Regions from separate parts of the Canis lupus genome. Here region 2 is linked to region 1. The links are chromatin contacts, called in public Hi-C maps. All regions are on one chromosome and are shown on one strand. Each heading gives the region's core, a stretch centred on a gene start, on an enhancer-like site or on the middle of the called end of the contact. The rest is flanking DNA. Distances are from core to core; before and after follow the strand shown. Region 1 holds the start of EIF2B3 (translation initiation factor eIF-2B subunit gamma). Region 2 holds the start of KIF2C (kinesin-like protein KIF2C).

Region 1 (4,774 bases), core at 642-3,141:
AAGTGTAAGTATTAGGGATGTCTGTGTGGCTCAGTGGTTGAGTGTCTGCCTTTGGCTTGGGGCATGATCCTGAGGTCCTGGGATTGAGTCCCGCATCAGGCTCCCTGCAAGGCCTATGTCTTTGCCTCTCTCTGTACCTCTCATGAATAAATAAATAAAGCCTTTAAAAAAAAAGCATTAGAGTACAAATGCTCATTGATTTAATGATTCTACCTTGCAACAAATCTTTAACAAATTGCCACTTATTGAGTTTTTGTGTAGTATCAAAGAATATTATCTACAACTAAAAAATATCTCTCCCTTTTCCAACTGTACCTGTGTGAGGTCAGGCTTTATCATAGAATTCACCCAAAACAATATATTGCAACTGATGGGAAAATACAACTGTTTTCTACTAAGCCAGACATTAAAGAGATCTGCAAAAAAGATGAAACCATGGCATTCTTCTAATTTTTTTGTTTGAAAACATATATTTTCATAAAAATGGTATTTGTGTTAACATTTAATGGTTTTATTTTTGTTTTGAAAATGAATTACTATTTAATTTCACAGGTTGAGTGGCACCTGGGTGGCTTAGTCAGTTGGGCGTCTGCCTTGGGCTCAGGTCATGATCCCAGGGCCTCGGATCCAGCCCCACATCGGGCTCTTTGCTCAACGAGGAATCTGCATCTCCTTCTCCCTCTGCCTGTTGCTCCCCCTGCTTGTGCTCTGTGTCTCTAAAAAGAAATAAAATCTTTCAAAAAAATTCCTCAGTAGTTTTTATAAATATCAATAGATATAATACATATAAACAAAAGTTCTTTGGGATATCCAATAATTCTTTTTAAAGATTTTATTTTTAGGGACGCCTGGGTGGTTCAGCGGTTAAGCCTCTGCCTTCAGCCCAGGGTGTGATCCTGGAGACCTGGGATCGAGTCCCCCGTTGGGCTCCCTGCATGGAGCCTGCTTCTCCCTCTGCCTGTGTCTCTGCCTCTCTCTCTCTCTCTCTCTCATGAATAAATAAATAATCTTAAAAAAAATAAAACAGTTTTTAAAAAAAAGACCCAAGTGATCAGAATCCTCCACCCTCTCCTATTGTCTCTTTTGACCTTTGCCATCATTCACTTTCCACCGACTTACTTCCCTTCAGGGATATTCGCCTCTCCACTGAACATGCAGGCTGTCTTCAGGGCCTTTGCACCTGCTAGCTAGTCTAGCTGGAAGGCTCTTACCCCAGATACCCAACTGACTCAGTCTCATCAAGACACTCTTTTTTTTTTTTTTTTTAAGATGTTACTTATTTATTCATGAAAGACACACACAGAGAGGCAGAGACACAGGCAGAGGGAGAAGCAGGCTCCATGCAGGGAGCCTGGTGTGGGACTCGATCCCAGGACTCCAGGATCAGGCTCTGGGCTGAAGGCGGCGCCAAACCGCTGACCCACCCGGGCTGCCCTCGTCAAGCCACTGTTTGGTGTCGCTGTCTCAATGAGGTCTTCACTGACACCCTTCCTCCCCAAATTTTGACGGTTAAAGGTGATTGTTTTCCATTTGATAAGAGTCTGGCTCAGAAAGCCGAGGTGAGTCTCTACATTAGACACCGCAGACCCAGAAAGCCTCGGCAATCCCTGGCCTGCAAAGGCTCTTGGACACTTCTCCCCTGGCCGGCCCGAGACTGTGGCTCCCACGAGCTCTCCTTTCACAGAGTGGAGGTCGGGGCCAACTTCTTGAATGACTTGTTGCAATGTGGACTCCAGGCGCCCAGCTCCAGGAAGGACACTCAATGGGCGGTGACGATTTGTGAATGAAGGAAAGGGAGCGGGCCCCTCCGCCTCCTCCGCCTCCTCCGCCCGGGCGCAATCTATCGCTCCGCGCTCGTCCCTTCGCCGCCGCCCTGCCCCGTGCGTCCCATCGACCCTCTCGGCCATCGCGCGCCTGCGCCCTCGGGCTGTCAGTCGGAGGCGGCGTGGGGAGCGCTGGGAGCGGCCGTGGCGCGCCGGGAGCTGAGAGGTAAGGCTGCGGCGCTGGGGCTGCCGGGCCCCTTACGAGCTGGCTGCTGGGGGTGAGCACCGCGGTGGGGACGGCGGGGCCCCGCTTCATGTGGGGGAGCGGGCTCCTCGATCCCGGCTGAGGAAGGCCTGAGGGGGTGGGAGGGGTGCAGAGCCCCAGGGTCTCCGGACCCGGCGGGGCCGCTCAGGGGCCGCGCGAGAGGAGCGCTTGGGGAGAATCGGGGCCAGCGCTTTGTGCAGCGGATGGAGAGGAGTTTCGGGGAGGGGAGCACCTGCTTAAAGTCACAGCGAGTGAGAACCAGCTCCGGGACTCTTTCCACTTCAGCTCTTCATTTATTTGTTCTCCCTAACTTTATTTAAACAAATAAAGCAAGGCAGTCCAATACGAATACGGTGAAATCCAGACGAGAGACCAAGGATGATAGTGTTTTATCTCACCGGTTTACGAAGGGAAAAGGCAGTGAGTGCTGTGATGCAAGCGTGTCTGAGATGCCGTGAACACCCGGTTCTAAAGCTTGGAGGCTGAAGACACTGGTGGCTGTGATTCCCATCATCCAGAGTCGCGGCAGTGACATTGAGGCATTTGACAGTCGGCCTGGTGTCATGGCTAGTTGTGTTCACGATTGTCACCCAGAACCTCACTGGGAGCAGGAGCCTTAGATCCTAGTGATCAGGGGTCTCCTATCCCTTGTGCACATGTTGAGCTTGACTTTTACAGGGGGTCGAAGTTGTTGTGATGTTCACAGATGCTCATCCCACAAACACTGATTGAGTGCCAGGCATCTGATGGGAATTGTGTTAGGTATTGGGAATAACGGTGATAATAAACACGGTCCCTGCCTTCACGGAACTCACGGGATATAGACATTTAAATACCTGTGCAATAAAGCCTGGAAAGAGATGATCTGCACATGATAGAGTGGAAGCACCTAAGAGGGAAGGAGTTGCTTCTACCAGGAGGGTGGGAAAGGTTAGGAATTTTTTTTTTTTTTTTTTTTAATTAAGGAAGGTGGTTCTTGGATTGAGCCTTAAACTTAAGTAGGTGAGGGACGCCTGGGTGGCTCAGGGGTTGAGCAGCTGCCTTCAGGCCCAGGGCTGATCCTGGAGTCCAGGGATCGAGTCCTGCATAAGGCTCCCTGCATGGAGCCTGCTTCTCCCTCTGCCTGTGTCTCTGCCTCTCTCTCTCTCTCTCTCTCTCCCTCATGAATAAATAAACAAAATAGTTTTTTAAAAAGTTCAGTAGGTGATTTCTAGGCGAAGGAGAAAGACAACCTAGAAAACAAGAGCAGCAAGGAGAGACCAGAATTATACAACAGCATAGTTCATTTGGTAAGGGCGGCTTGCCATGACCTAGCCTTTGTCTAATGATATCAAACAGTGGGATTGACAATATTTTCTGTGCTTTACATATATAAACCATCTCTTCACAACTTTATGAAGTAGAAACTATAATTATCCTCATCTTAAAAAAATGAAGAAAACTGAAGCATAGAAAATTTATGAAGCTTGCTCTAGTTCACACAACTAATACATGTTAGAACTCAAATCCAGCCGGTCTGCTTCAGGGGTCTGTGAGCTTAAGTACCAGGGTCCCTTCTAGGAACTGAGGACACTTAAAGTTTTAAATGTCAGGCCTCTGGTCACCTCACCTATTAGTGGTAGAACCAGAACTCAAACTCAGGGCTTTTGACTCAAAGCTCCAATGCTCTTTTATAATAACATCAGATGTGATAGGAATTATATAGTGCCAGCCAAATTGAAGTTAAATTTCAGTCTGAGGCAAATATTTGCTGGAATTGAAATTACCATATCTTTAAGTTGTAGACATTGTACAGGAACCTTCACTTTGTGCCTGAGTGTACTGGGTTTAAGTCCTGCTGTTTAAATATTGATGAGGGTCCCAGGACTGAACATAATTATGGGTAAAGGTGCAGCATTATTTGCCAATTTGTTGTCAAATAAATTTTTTTTCTGAACATTGCATTTCACACTTGTATTTCAAAAGTGATACCATTTATTGTAAATCAAAGAGTACCTTTATTTTGAATCAGTAAGGATTTATGACCTTTTACTATGCACCTTATCTGTGGTAGCCACTGTAAAGAGATTCTTTTGAAGGTCAAACAAGTTTATTACCTTGAGTTTAGAAAAACAAATTAATCTGATTTGTTTCTGCCATTGGGTTCTGCAAATCTAGATTCAGATACAAGCCTACATTTGTGTTTATAGTAATATCTTTCATAGTTGGGGATAATGAGAAGATGGGAGCAAATGGCTGTTATTGGAGTCATCGTAAGTCATTTTTTACTTTTCAGAGACCTAATATACTTTTATTTATACTGTTAATTCTAGTTAGAAGTTTTCAATTTTTTTCAAGAAATACTCATATCAGAAGCCCAGTTGGTAAACTCTTTTTAAATAAATTTTTTATTCAAATTTGTTTTTTTTTTAAGATTTTATTTATTTATTTGTCCATGAGAGATAGAGAGAGAGAGGCAGAAACACAGGCAGAGGGAGAAGCAGGCTCCATGCAGGGAGCCCAATGTGGGACTCGATCCCGGGTCTCCAGGATCAGGCCCTGGGCTGAAGGCGGCACTAAACCACTGAGCCACCTGGGCTTCCCTTTTTATTCTAATTTGATTTAAGTAACATATACTGTGTAATTGATTTCGGGGGTAGAATTTAATGATTCATCAGTTGTATATAACACCCAGTGCTCATTACATCAAGTGCCCTCCTTAATGCCCATCACCCAGTTACCCCATCTCTCCACCCACCTCCCCTCC
Region 2 (4,774 bases), core at 1,659-4,158, 240 kb after region 1:
GCTGGTTGAAAAGAATTTTAGGAATCTCGATTCAAGAGGCAGATAGTGTAAAGTATTCAGTCCTTTTATTTCTCAAAAGTACCCCCTAAATATCTGCATACCTACCATAAGGCACTATGCCAGGCAAGTCCCTTTCATGTGTTACCACATTATGCTCCATGAAAGAGGGTCCAGGTCTATCTCACCTGCCTCAGTGTAGTATCTGGCATTTTGGAACCAGCACAAAAATATCTGTTGAATAAATCCTCACAACAACCTCATCAGGAAGATATTATTATCATCCTCATTTCTGGGTGAGGAAACTGATTTTTTTTTTAAAAAAGATTTTATTTATTTATTCATAGAGACACACACACACACAAAGAGAGAGAGAGGCAGAGACACAGGCAGAGGGAGAAGCAGGCTCCATGCAGGGAGCCCGACGTGGGTCTCGATCCCGGGTCTCCAGGATCACGCCCTGGGCTGCAGGCAGCGCTAAACCGCTGCACCACTGGGGCTAGCCGGAAACTGAATTTCTAAGAGAGTTGGAAACCTGCCTGAGAACACAAAATAGTGGCAGACCCAGACTAGAATCCAGGTTTTCATACTTCTAACCTGGTGAACTTTTTATCACACGACAATGCCTCTAAAACATAAATGCCAGGCAGCCCCGGTGGCTCAGCAGTTTAGCGCCGCCTTTGGCCCAGGGTGTGATCCTAGAGACTCAGGGTTGAGTCCCACGTCAGGCTCTCTGCATGGAGCCTGCTTCTCCCTCTGCCTGTGTCTCTGCCTCTCATGCATAAATAAAATCTTAAAAAACAAACAAACATAAATGCCTTAGTCATATCTTTCCTCTTCTCAAAATCTTTCCAAGGCTCGCTAGTGCCTGCAGAATAAAACCTTAAACATCTTAGTGCAAGAGATGAAGACCCTCTGGTCTCCTTTATCAACTGTCCAGCATCCTGAGCCTTCCACTGCCTGAAGTGAGCTTCTTCACTAGTCCCCATCAGGGCCAGCTCACTATTTCTGCTTAGCCTACCCATCATGCCCCCATTAAGTCAAGCTCATCCACAGTGAGCTACCACCTGAGCTGCTCTAACACTATTCAGCTGTGCCATTTATCAGATACTTTGTTATTTGGTTTCAGAAATGCTTTTGTCTGCTCAACTGGGTTATCAGTTTTCCTCCTGAAGTCAATGTCATAGGTAGTTTGCGCTCAGAAGCTAGTGTACATAAGTAAGGTTTTAGGATTCTGTGCAGCTTGTCTTCCACAAACACACCAGAAACTGTTGATTGCTTCAATTTAGATCAGGCTTGACTAAACAAAATCCCAATGTGTCCAAAGGGGACCATGTTTAAGAAAGGCAACATCAGCGACAAGGACCTCACAAGTTCCATTTCCACACAGATCTTTTTGTTTGTTTTTAAGATTTTATTTGAGATAGACAGAGCGGGTGAGCGAGAGAGCAAGCATGAGCAGGGGGAGGGGGAGGGGCAGAGGGAGAGAGAGCAGCTGACTCTGCGCTGAGCAGGGAGCTCCATGCGGGGCTCCATCCCAGGACCTTGGGATCATGACCTGAGCCAAAGGCAGAGGCTTAACTGACTGAGCCACACAGATGCCCCTGTTTATTTCTTTAAAGTAATCTCTGCCCAATATGGGACTCGAACTCAGGACCCCGAGATCAAGCGTCACATGCTCTACCAACTGAGCCAGCCAGGTGCCCCTTCACACAGATCTTTTAGGGAGGAAGGTGTTAAATGCAGTAGAGGCATTCTCATAGAACTTACCTCTTTGCCCTTTGTGGCATCTCCTTCTGTCCATTCAACTGAAACGCAGGATTTCTCCAAGTTCACAGTCCTTACATTGGCACTGTGAATTATGCCTACAGTATGAAAGGTCCAGTTTACCCATCTTTTCCACTTTTAGGATCCCACAGAGACTCTCAATATGGAGTTGACCTGAAGGAAGGGACAGCTGCCTTTTTCTTTCTTTTTAACACTAAAAGCCAAATAAACCTCCTGGCACCTCACCCTTAGATCACATGATGACGCAGGCAGGGAACAGGTCTTGAAACCGAGCTGCAGGGGATAAGGACTCACCTCCACTCAAAGGAGCCTAGGTATGTCTAGGCAAGGGAGTCCCTCTAGTCCTTAGGTACTGTTCCTCACCACGCACGGAGGGTCTGGCGCCCTCGGGTTTCCCTATCTCGCTCCTGAAAGGTTATGTCTGACTGTCTGACTCCTAATGACAGAGTATTAGACCTGCCAGAGATGCGGCAGCTGTTTAACCAAAAAAAAAAAAAAAAAAAAGGACAGAACTGTAAGCTCCTGAAGAGTCAAGGGTCTTTTCTGCCTGATGAACCCTGAATCCCAGTGCCTGACGTACTGCAAGTGTGGAATATTTGGAGGAGAGTAAAGGGGCCAGGAAGCCGAGGTCCCTACAAAAGCAAGGGAGTTTCAGGGGAGAACTCTAACCCTAACTTCCCTAGCCCCGCCCACTTCCGAGGACAGGCAGGGGAATCCACCGCCGCCGGAGGCCCCCGGACCCGGGTGGAAAAGACCGACGGCCAGTGCAGAGACGCAGACGAGGCGCGGGCGGGGGAACCCCCCGCAGCGTCTCGGCCCCGCCGTTCGGAGCGGAGCAGCAACTGCAGCCGTCTAACCCCCCCCCCCCCCGCGTCCCCTTGGCTTCGCGACCCCGCCCCTCACCATTACTGCGTTGGATATTGATGGTGAGACCGGGAAACAGGCGAGACTGAAGCGACGAGTCCATGGGCAGTCGTCGGGAAGAGAAACGCGAAACGCAAAAGGGAAGAGCAACAACTACTCCACTACAACGCCGCGCAAACCGCCGCAATTTAAACCCCGCGCGCCCGCCTCCCTGGGGAACACCACGCCGCCGCCCACCTCGCTTCCGCCAGTCGCCGGCGCCCTCCACGGCCTTTTGGGATATGTAGTCTCGGCAGGATTCTTCCGGCGCCTAGGCCCGCCCACCCGCCTGGCCACGCCCCCGCCCGCCCGGCGGGAGGGTTCCGGTCGCCGGCCTTCCGCGCGGAGCGGCAGCGTGGTTGAGCTGCCCGGAGCTGAGCACCTGCTGGAGGTTAGAGACCGAGGGCTGTGCACTCCTTCAGCCGTGGGTTCGAATCCCGACTTCTTCGGTTACTAGCTCAGTGAACTTGGGCAGTTTAGAAACTGGACTCTGGGTTTCCTTCTTCGCACAGTGAGGAGCACGCTTTCTTCCTCACGGAGTTACTGCGAATTTTATTTTATTTTTTATTTTATTTTATTTTTTTTAAATTTTTTTCTTGTTGTTATTGTTTTTTTTTTTTTAATTTTTATTTATTTATGATAGTCACAGAGAGAGAGAGAGGCAGAGACACAGGCAGAGGGAGAAGCAGGCTCCATGCACCGGGAGCCCGACGTGGGACTCGATCCCGGGTCTCCAGGATCGCGCCCTGGGCCAAAGGCAGGCGCCAAACCGCTGCGCCACCCAGGGATCCCTACTGCGAATTTTAAATGAGGAACTACGTTTAAAGTGCCTGGGAGACACAGATTACCTGGATGTTTATGGTCTGCCACGTGCGGGACAGTGCTGGGGGCTCAGGACAATAATAGTGACCAGGATACAGTTCTTGCCCTCCTTGACCTAACATTTCTCATATAAACAGGGAACAAAAGAAGTAACAATTATGAATTGTGCTAAGTGCCCCGAGGGAAACTGACGGTGGAGATAGGAAATAATGGAAGGGCGCCTGCCTCCGGCTCAGGTCCTGATCCCAGGGCCCTGGCAGCCTGCCCGCCCCCTCTCCCTCTGCCTGCTGCCGCTCCGCGCGGAAGGCGGGCAACCGGAACCCTCCCGCCGGGCGGACGGGGGTGTGGCCAGGCGGGTGGGCGGGCCTAGGCGCCGGAAGAATCCTGCCGAGACTACATATCCCAAAAGGCCGTGGAGGGCGCAGTAATGGTGAGGGGCGGGGTCGCGAAGCCAAGGGACCCGTAGGGAGTTATTAGACGGCTGCTGTTGCTGCTCCGCTCCGAACCGACCGGCCGAGACGCTGCGGGGGGGGGCTCCCCCGCCCGCGCCTCGTCTGCGTCTCTGCACTGGAGAAACTTGAAGATGGAATAGGTATGAAAGATTTTAGGGAATTAGTTCTAATTTACTGAAGTATAATAATGATGCCATGATTATGTGAGAGAATATTCTTATTCTTGGGAGATGCATGAAATACTTAGAGCAAGAGAGTCATGATGTTTGCAACTTTTTTTTTTTTTTTTAAGATTTATTTATTCATGGGAGACACAGAGAGAGAGGCAGACATAGGCGGAGGGAGAAGCAGGCTCCATGCAGGGAGCCCGATGTGGGACTCGATCCTGGGACTCCAGGATCACGCCCTGGGCCAAAGGCAGATGTTCAACCGCTGAGCCACCCAGGTGTCCCATGTTTGCAACTTTCAACTAGTTCAGAAAAAGTAATGAAGAAAACCAGGATGTCACTCTAAAATGTGCCTCTTTGACATAAGAATTATTTTGAGTTGAAGCCAATTATGAAGCAGCATATACAGAAAAAGTTCTCTTTACCCTTCCCCTTTCTGCCTAAAGCCAGAATATCAATTTTCCTTTACTGGGGGGACTCTAGACCCTTACCCACCCAGTAATGGCACCAGAGGAATCTGCAAACAAGCTTTAACTCCATTAGCCTCCCCGTCCCCCCATATATTTATCTTCCCCGGGGTTTCCTGTTCTTGGAGCCTAAAACTTTTTTCCTTTGTCCTGTTATTTCTCTACAACTTTATCATTC

The links. A called contact is a pair of places that touch in the nucleus more often than the background predicts.
Region 2: a contact with region 1 is called in a Hi-C map of blood, with 4 times the contacts expected there. The contact joins the promoter of KIF2C here to the promoter of EIF2B3 in region 1. A contact is called at or near these places in 3 of 9 Hi-C or Micro-C datasets (amygdala and blood).

Annotation. Positions count from the first base shown.
Region 1 is chr15:15,427,905-15,432,678 of UU_Cfam_GSD_1.0, forward strand. It overlaps EIF2B3 (translation initiation factor eIF-2B subunit gamma), which reads left to right and starts at 1,892. Exons shown (of 12, transcript XM_038558254.1): 1 at 1,892-1,989.
Region 2 is chr15:15,670,203-15,674,976 of UU_Cfam_GSD_1.0, forward strand. KIF2C (kinesin-like protein KIF2C) reads right to left here and starts at 2,909. Exons shown (of 20, transcript XM_038558278.1): 1 at 2,887-2,909.